Regions from separate parts of the Triticum aestivum genome. Here region 1 is linked to region 2. The links are chromatin contacts, called in public Hi-C maps. All regions are on one chromosome and are shown on one strand. The core of a region is the stretch at or near the end of the contact, and the rest is flanking DNA. Distances in the headings are between cores, read along the strand shown.

Region 1 (4,062 bases), core at 1,501-4,000, 300 kb after region 2:
TATTGGAACTTTGGCTGCTACAATTCAGGAATCATAATGAAATTAAATCGTGAGGATTCCTGGTCTCTTTGGTTTCAGGGTTACTTTCACCCCAACAGTGGAGCATTGCAGTATGGCCACTATCATTGGCCTTTGCTTACGTGTGAAGCTCATGCGGAGTCTTCCACCTCGTTACAAGGTATGCTGTTGGTGTGCGGTAAAAAGGAACTCCTGCTATTATAGTTCCACAAGTAATCGTAAACTGCTTAAAAGAGAAAAGAAGAGAAGAAAGTAGCAATCAGTTCAATTGTGAACTGCTTAAAACAGAAAAGAAGTGAAGAAAATAACAAGCTGCCTTAACATGTTGCTGAAGCCATGGTATTTTAATTAACATGTCAGTTTTATATTATAATTTAGGAAGTCTTAGAACACCGAGCTAGATGAGCCATCTGTGTCAGACCACTTAGGGACAGTTCTTTTGGGGCTTATGGCTGGCTGTCTACCCCCTCCCCAGCTTATTCTAGAAGCCCAACCTAAAATTTTATTTTGGGGCAGCTTATTTCCACAGCCATACATAAGCCCCAAAAGAACTGGCCCTTAATTTGCTACTGCCATTATAGAATAAGTTTTTACTTCAAAATTCAGATACTGCAAACACACTCTGGAGTCACAATAAGTGCAGTTTCTAATTTCAGATATGTGTGGTGTAAGTGCATCATTCATGGTTAGAAACAATGGTAATTCATTAACATATATGCCAAGTACTTCATAAGCAAATTTATTGAGGGCTAATTAGGTAGGGTGGATTTTGCTCCTGTCAATGACAGTGTGGGGAAATTGATACTTTTCTGCTGCTTATTAGCTATTACTGCCCATAATTTCTTCAAAACAATCAGGCATTTTACTGATTTCTGACCCATGTAGGTGGACATACGGTTGACGCCTGGATCACATGCAACTGAAGCTGCCGGTATGTGTTCTAAGATACAGTACATTTTTATACCTTACAGTTACCACACTATTTTGCCTGGAACAATATCTCAGTATGTTTTTTCTCCCTCCCAGTGAACAAGCAACTGAGCGACAAAGAACGTGTTGCGGCCGCGCTGGAGAATTCAAACCTGCTGGACATAGTCGAGGAGTGCCTGTCACCGACGCTCGGCTGAGACCTGAGTAGGATGTAAACCAGTGCGTGGATACATTTCCAGACCACAAGAGATTCCATACACTACGCCGTTCACCATATTATTACTTTGATATTGAAGAAGAATTCTTTAATTAGGTGGCACAGGACGTGTGCATGAATTTTGAGGCCCTGCGCCTCTCTGTAAGCACGTTGCTGCCGCTTAAGCTCTCGTATCGTAGTAGTAGTATGTAGGTTGTCGAGTGCTGCTATTTTTTTTTTGGAGGAACTGGGTGCTGCTATGTTTTTGTACGGTCCTGATTGTACATCGAGGGATGTAGTGTGGTGATCCGTGCTGTAAAATTTTGTCATGTTTACGGAAAAGGGTCTAAGTTTATCCTTTTTCTTAACTTCATGTTCTATCCTTTTCAGTCACATGCTTCAGTTGCTGAAGAAAATAAAAGAGCACCACTGCTGAGGGAGGTGCGGTGACCCGTGCTGTCTGTCCAGTAACTCTTTTCCTGGGTCATTAATTTTCAATCATATTTGCAGAGAATGATTTTCAACTTTTTTGATTTTTTAAAGATATGTGTTGGTTTTTTGGGGGGAAATGATTCAAATCACCCGAACGATGCGTGCGCCCACCGGCTTTGTGGCTGTCGTATTTGATTTTTATCATATGACTCTCGGGAGCAACGTATTACCTAGTTTAGATTTTGCAACTGGGCCTTTGTTGCAATCTTCCCCACCACAATAAGTAATGTGGTGTGGGATCTGGATCTGGATCCTCTTGTGAGCAGTCACCTTCCGTGCTCTCTTGAGCTTCTCGTGAAGCCGATGCCTCCATGCGCTGCTCCGACCGCCGCCGCCGGTAGCACGTCGACGAGATCTCCTCTCCCTGTCTCCATGTGTCTGCAACCAGTGGCCATGGCCGCTCGAGCACGCCAGAGCTTCACTCCGGGCTGTCGCCCAACTATGATGCTCGGCCCCCATGTTGCATCGCCTCCACCATCACCTTTATTGCATACGCAAAACACCCCTTCTCCCTTCCCCAACCAGAGAAGCCCCGGCTCGAGGCCATGACTGCAAGCAATGCAACGTAGTGACTTTCTGCAACAAGACATTTGTTGTAAAAAAAAATTACAATAAGAGCTCGGTTGCAAAAAAAAAGAAAAAAATCTTAAAAATATTCTACAACAAGAGCTCGGTTGAAAAAAAAATTCAAAAAAAATTTCACAACAAGACCTCTGCAACACAATCTTTCTTACAAAATTTTCTGCAACAAGATTTGTGTTGCAAAAGGGTTCTCACAACACGACTTCTGTTGCAAAAGTACAAGGACGCTTGACCGGGAGTTGCGTCAGATCGGACGGCTCGGCGGAGGCCGACACGTAGCACGACCATTTTGTTTGAGCGGTAGATCTTTGTGTTGCTTTTTTTCTTTTATTAGTGGTAGATCTTTGTGTTGGTCTTCATCCTTTTTGGTCATGCTGCTTCCGTTGAAGGAGGAAGCTTCAGCGCTGAGGCAACAATAGCCCAGTCCCGAGCCCACGCGTGGCCCATGCCTAAAACCAGACTTGTGTGGCGTACAAAGTTACGAACAGTCCCGCACGCTCACGGCAGCCGCCCCCGCCCGCATGGTTTCGCTTGGAGGAAAAGGGAAGGAAGAGCACACGCTCGCTCCAGATAGAAAAAGATCAGCGCCGCGCTCTCCATCTCCAGTCTCCTCTCCACTGCCCCGCCCCGTCTCGGTCTCACTCCGCGGCAACCTGCCAACAAAATCTCCGGACCCCAAACAGCGGACGGAATCCCAGTAGAGCCCTTCTCCCCTCCTCGTCCTCCGCCGCCCCCCTCTCCGCGCGCGCCACCATGTCGTCGGCGTGGGCCGACGCGGCGCTGCTCCTCGCCTCCCCGTCCCCCTCCTGCTCCCCCCTCGCCAGGCCGCGCTACGGGCGCCTCCGCAAGGTACGCCTCCTCCTCGCCCGCCTCCCGACGGCGCCCCTGTCGCCCGTTTCCTAGTCCCAGGCACTGAAGCGGGATCCAACTCGTGGTTGCCGGATGGCCTGACGCTCGACCGGTTGTCCCTGTACCCCTGCGTACATTTGCTTTGCTTTGCTTCTGTGAGCTGTAACCGCGCATCTGAGCAGCGCCGCGCCGAGGTTCGTGTGCTGTCGGCAGCGTGTTGCGTCAGGGGTAACGACTTGGCTGACGCGCTTGCTCATGCACAATAGGCTGTGGCGTTTAGTTGTTGGCTTGCTTGGGTCTAGCTCCCACGGCAGGGCACGTCATGCGTGTTAGTTTGGTTAATCTTCATCTACAATTCAGACTTAGTCTAGCGGAAATGGCACCAATACGTGCGTGGTGAAACTCTGAACAAGAAGCATGCCTGAATTTGCTTTTGTTCCTGAAAAAAAACTCACGGAATTGTTATGTGCTCCCTCCGTTCACAAACATAACATGTTTTGGATATCTCAATATGGACTACATACGGATTGGAATGAGTGATCAAACACACTAAAACGTGCCTATATACATCTGATTTGGAAAAAGGTTAGAACATCTTATATCTGTGAACGGAGGGAGTAGCTGCCTGCCTAGAGTGCCATAGCATTCGATATGATGTATTGCAATTTGTTTTAATTGTTCATGATGCCTATAGGAATTGTTTTTAATTGTTCATGAACGCAACATTAACTCTTTTCATTTATTTATTTACAAGCGTTTCTATAATTTCACATTATCTATACTCTATGCACCTGGTTTCGACAAGTATTCTGGTGCTCCTGTTATGCTCAACTGCTCACATCTGATGCGTTTGCTAAGGGTTGATTGTGCCCAACACTTAAAGTGATCTGAAATTTTTATTTCGCATTGCGTGGTGACCGATGGTCATTGAATTTTGTCTTATCTTTTGCTCTCAAACTGTTCTGCTCAACTCGTGTATTTTCAGTTAATATCTT
Region 2 (3,855 bases), core at 1,089-3,588:
TTTAATATGTATATGCTGTGACAGTGCTTCGCATCCAAATTTTATTTATAGATTACCAAAGAAACTTATTGAAAGGGACTGTGCTTATACTGAACTGCAAAGGAAGTAAAGAGTTCACAAGCGAACCAGAATACTAAAACATCGGTGCATATAGAGAATAATAGATCAAAGCCATGTTTTCAACACATAACATAAGCAGATTGGTTATACTGTGAGATGTCGAATTAGCATTTTCCTTTCTTTCCTCTTTTCATATTTATTGGGTTCATGATGAAGGACAAACTTGAAGGAAGAAAAGAGCAGGGCTCTTAGTTAAACATAAACATAAATTCACGAAACCAATTTCAATATTTACCAATAATACCTTTATCATGAGATGTGCTAGCATACTTTCTCTCAGAATCACCGTCAAAGTTTGTAGTAGAAGTCTTCGCTGGCATCTTGGTAGAATCAGAGTTTGACAGAGCAGATGTCCCGGAATTGTTTGATATTCCGTTGACAGATTCTACTAGTTGCAACAAGAACATATAAGATTACATTACAATCCTTGTGTATATGCCAATAATCAGAATTGTTCAGACATGTGTGAGACTCAAATACCTTTGATCGAAACATCCTTGCCAGATTTGACGAAAGATTCCCGGAAAACCCCACACATCTCACAGTATACCATAGTTTCATGATTATCGAATGTGCACATGGAGCACTTCCAAAGCACAGGCACTGTATTTGAGGACTTCTTCGATGATTCTATACAAGAGAGTGGCAACATAATATGAGACCAAGGAGACAAACTACAGGCACTTAAACTAATCAAGAGACTAACATAGTAATGCCTAAAGAAAGTACATATTCCACTCAGGTGCAAAAGCATCCAAAGGTGTATGGCCATAAGAACTATATTAGAAGCTTAGAATAATTGAAATTGTATGATGGATACACCCCAACATTCAACAAATAACCAGCAAGGAAAAATGGCTAATTCCAACCGACAACCTGCTAAGTTTCGAGTTTTAACAACATTTTAATTTGCGTATTTTTGTGAGTAAGTTTTGACTGCTAGACTGGATGGACGAAACTATTTGACTTTCAGTCAAAAAAATCATATAGACAACAATGCCTTCCAGAAGAAGATGGACACTTCAAAGGTAATAATACATTATTTCACATGTGCATCTGCGGTGCAAACAGACATGTGCAAATGCATTTAACATTAATAGATGGGCTAAACAGGCAGCAGAAATCAATGGAAGAGCAGGGAATCATTAATGATAAGCTTAGTCGCCATCCCAGTTTGTTTAACAATGGTGTTGGGGAGCTTTATATAGAGTATGTGGAATTCTGTTGGTCATACTGAGACTATAAATGCGGTAGCAAGCATAACGGAAACGGATGAGTAACATGAACATTACAAATGTATACAACAGTAGCCGCCAAACAACTTAAAATGCTGCAATTGCGGAGTTGATCAGATATGATATTGCAACTACAAATCTACAAACCAACTAAAATTACTTCCTACTCCCTCTGTAAAGAAATATAAGAGAGTTTAGATCACTACTTTAGTGTTCTAAATGCTCTTATATTTCTTTACGGAGGGTGTACTTTATAACTGATGCAGTGAAACTGATGCGCAAACAGACTAGTGGCTTGCACACACGGCCATGTACCTTTCTCCTTCACAGGGGGCTTAACATCGGCATGTTCAGTCTCATCATAATCATCATAGTCATCCTCATAATCCTCATAATCAGCGTAGTCGTCGTCGTAGTCGGGCCCGGAGACAACCTTGCGAGGCATTGTCCTGGGAAAGCGCGAAAGATGGTCCATAGTTAGCATACACAACGAGCAGTCAAGCAAAATCGAACCCTAGTTATGGCACTCCCCATTCAAGAACCCTAAGTCGCATCTGGCACAAATCAGCACTGGTCAGTACTGAGTTAGTAGAACGGCGCAGTACACGCAGGTGCCCCGAAACCCGCAGCGCGCAAAACCCCGCCGAACCCCACGACGGCGACCGAAGCGCGAGCGGACGGGCGGTGATTTCGCTCCGGGAATCGCACGCTAGCTAAATCAAGGAACCCTAACAAAAAAAGCGCTGGAAATACACCGATAAAAGGGGCCGGGGGCAATGGGGAACGGATGATTTTACCTGGATGTGAGCTAGATGTCGCCGGCGTTCGACTTCGAAGCTACTGAGCTCTGTCTCACCCTCTCGCTCGCCTCCCTCTCCCGGGAAGAGTCGAGGAGGCGCGGCCGCGGCGTGAGTGTAAACTGAACCGGACAAGCAGGGGAAGGGCGGCGGGGGGTACAGTAGAAGGGAAACTCCGCGTGGGCAACCAGGTCGCGTCTATCGTATCGGGTTAGAAACGGAAACGACCGGACCGGACCGGAGGGGTTTGCGTTGGACCCGGTCCGACTAGAACCCGTTTCCGAACAGAAAAACCCCTCGACGCAGTGTCCCGTCCTTAAAGAAAAGGTCAATAACTGCCACACGTGTGGCATCTACTAGGGTTGCGCCGCACACCTTGTATGGCACGAAGACGACCGCGCCCGCACGACGGCATCCGGGCACAGGCAGCCACAGCCGCACGTCCGATGTGTGGCACAATCGCCCACACGTCCGGGCGATCGACCGCACGACCTAACGCGCCCCCTCGTCCCGGCCTGCCTTCCAACCCCAGTCCGACCTGTCGCCGTCGTCTCCTACCTCTCGATCCCCTACCTCCATCGCCTTCCTTCTCTAGTTGCCATGGCAACCAGAGCAGATCCCTAGCGCCTCCCCACCGCTACCCTGCCCCCAACCGCGCCCTCCCGAGACGACGAGCTAACAGGTGGATCTTCGATCTCCTTCTGTTTCTCGTCCTCTTTCTGTCCAGAAATTTGAAATTGCAGATTGCTGACGAAGATGGCGACTAGATCCACGCTGTCATGGCAAAGACACCACAGATTTGTGTGTGTTCACATTTGCCCACCAACATACGCCAGATCTGCTATATTCTATCCTAGAGTTGAGCTAAGCTTCTTGGTTGGCTTGGTGCGAGTAGTTGCTGCAGAAGGATGCGTAAGAATCACTAAAAAAAGGGGGAGAAAGGAGGAATTTGGCATTGGGAGGGAGGAAAAATAATTGCCACTTGTATCTGACGTTAGTTGCCACCTATCTTTGCCGTCAGCTGCCACAATATTATGTTGTTACTTGCCATCATATTAGGTTGGTTGTTGCCATCGGTTCAAAATGATAGTTGGCAACAAGATTTTAGAAAAGAGAATGAATGTGCATCTCCTACTTGTCATGATGTGTTGGTTGTCTACGCAAGAAATGTGATAAGATTGCCGTGCTATCTTGTATGTGCAAACAGCAAGAATGCATTTTGCGGATATTGATGTGTTCTTGTTCATGCAGTGACTGAAAACACAGTGGGAGAAAAAGCGGAAAAATGAATTATGAAGACGGCACTGATTCTTGGTTTTCTCAAAGGCCGGAAACGCCCCCTTGGGATGCAGCAGAGTACAATCAACTCATATCGGCAGGGCCGTTGGTGCCACTACTAGAGCAGTACGCAAACATCGGTACGATGCATGATAAAAAAAGGGGCAGTTGCCATGTTTGTGACGAAGAAGATGTCATTCTACTTATGTCCTACAATGTCATTTTTCGCAGGTTCTTATGACCCAACCACACACACGGGGATACCATGGCAAGTTCAGGCATAGGGCGCTAACGCTGACACATGTACGGGCGACCAATTTCAAGTAGCCAATGTGGCAAACCAAGGTAACGCATACGAAAAAGAAACATACTGGTGTGGCCATGAAATTAAACTTGCAAAGGATGGCAAAGACTTACGAGTTATA

The links. Hi-C and Micro-C count contacts between places; a contact is called where the count stands out from the background.
Region 1: a contact with region 2 is called in a Hi-C map of leaf, with 5 times the contacts expected there. The contact joins the promoter of LOC123054475 here to the promoter of LOC123054472 in region 2. A contact is called at or near these places in 2 of 5 Hi-C or Micro-C datasets (both in leaf).

The regions. Positions count from the first base shown.
Region 1 is chr2D:557,312,972-557,317,033 of IWGSC CS RefSeq v2.1, forward strand. LOC123054475 (UV-B-induced protein At3g17800, chloroplastic) reads left to right here and starts at 2,751. Exons shown (of 3, transcript XM_044478256.1): 1 at 2,751-3,067. The coding sequence starts at 2,972. LOC123054474 (protein AE7) reads left to right here. Exons shown (of 6, transcript XM_044478254.1): 4 at 79-178; 5 at 904-949; 6 at 1,045-1,512. The coding sequence ends at 1,145.
Region 2 is chr2D:557,013,060-557,016,914 of IWGSC CS RefSeq v2.1, forward strand. It overlaps LOC123054472 (HBS1-like protein), which reads right to left and starts at 2,339. Exons shown (of 11, transcript XM_044478252.1): 1 at 2,153-2,339; 2 at 1,671-1,804; 3 at 601-750; 4 at 365-505. The coding sequence starts at 1,800.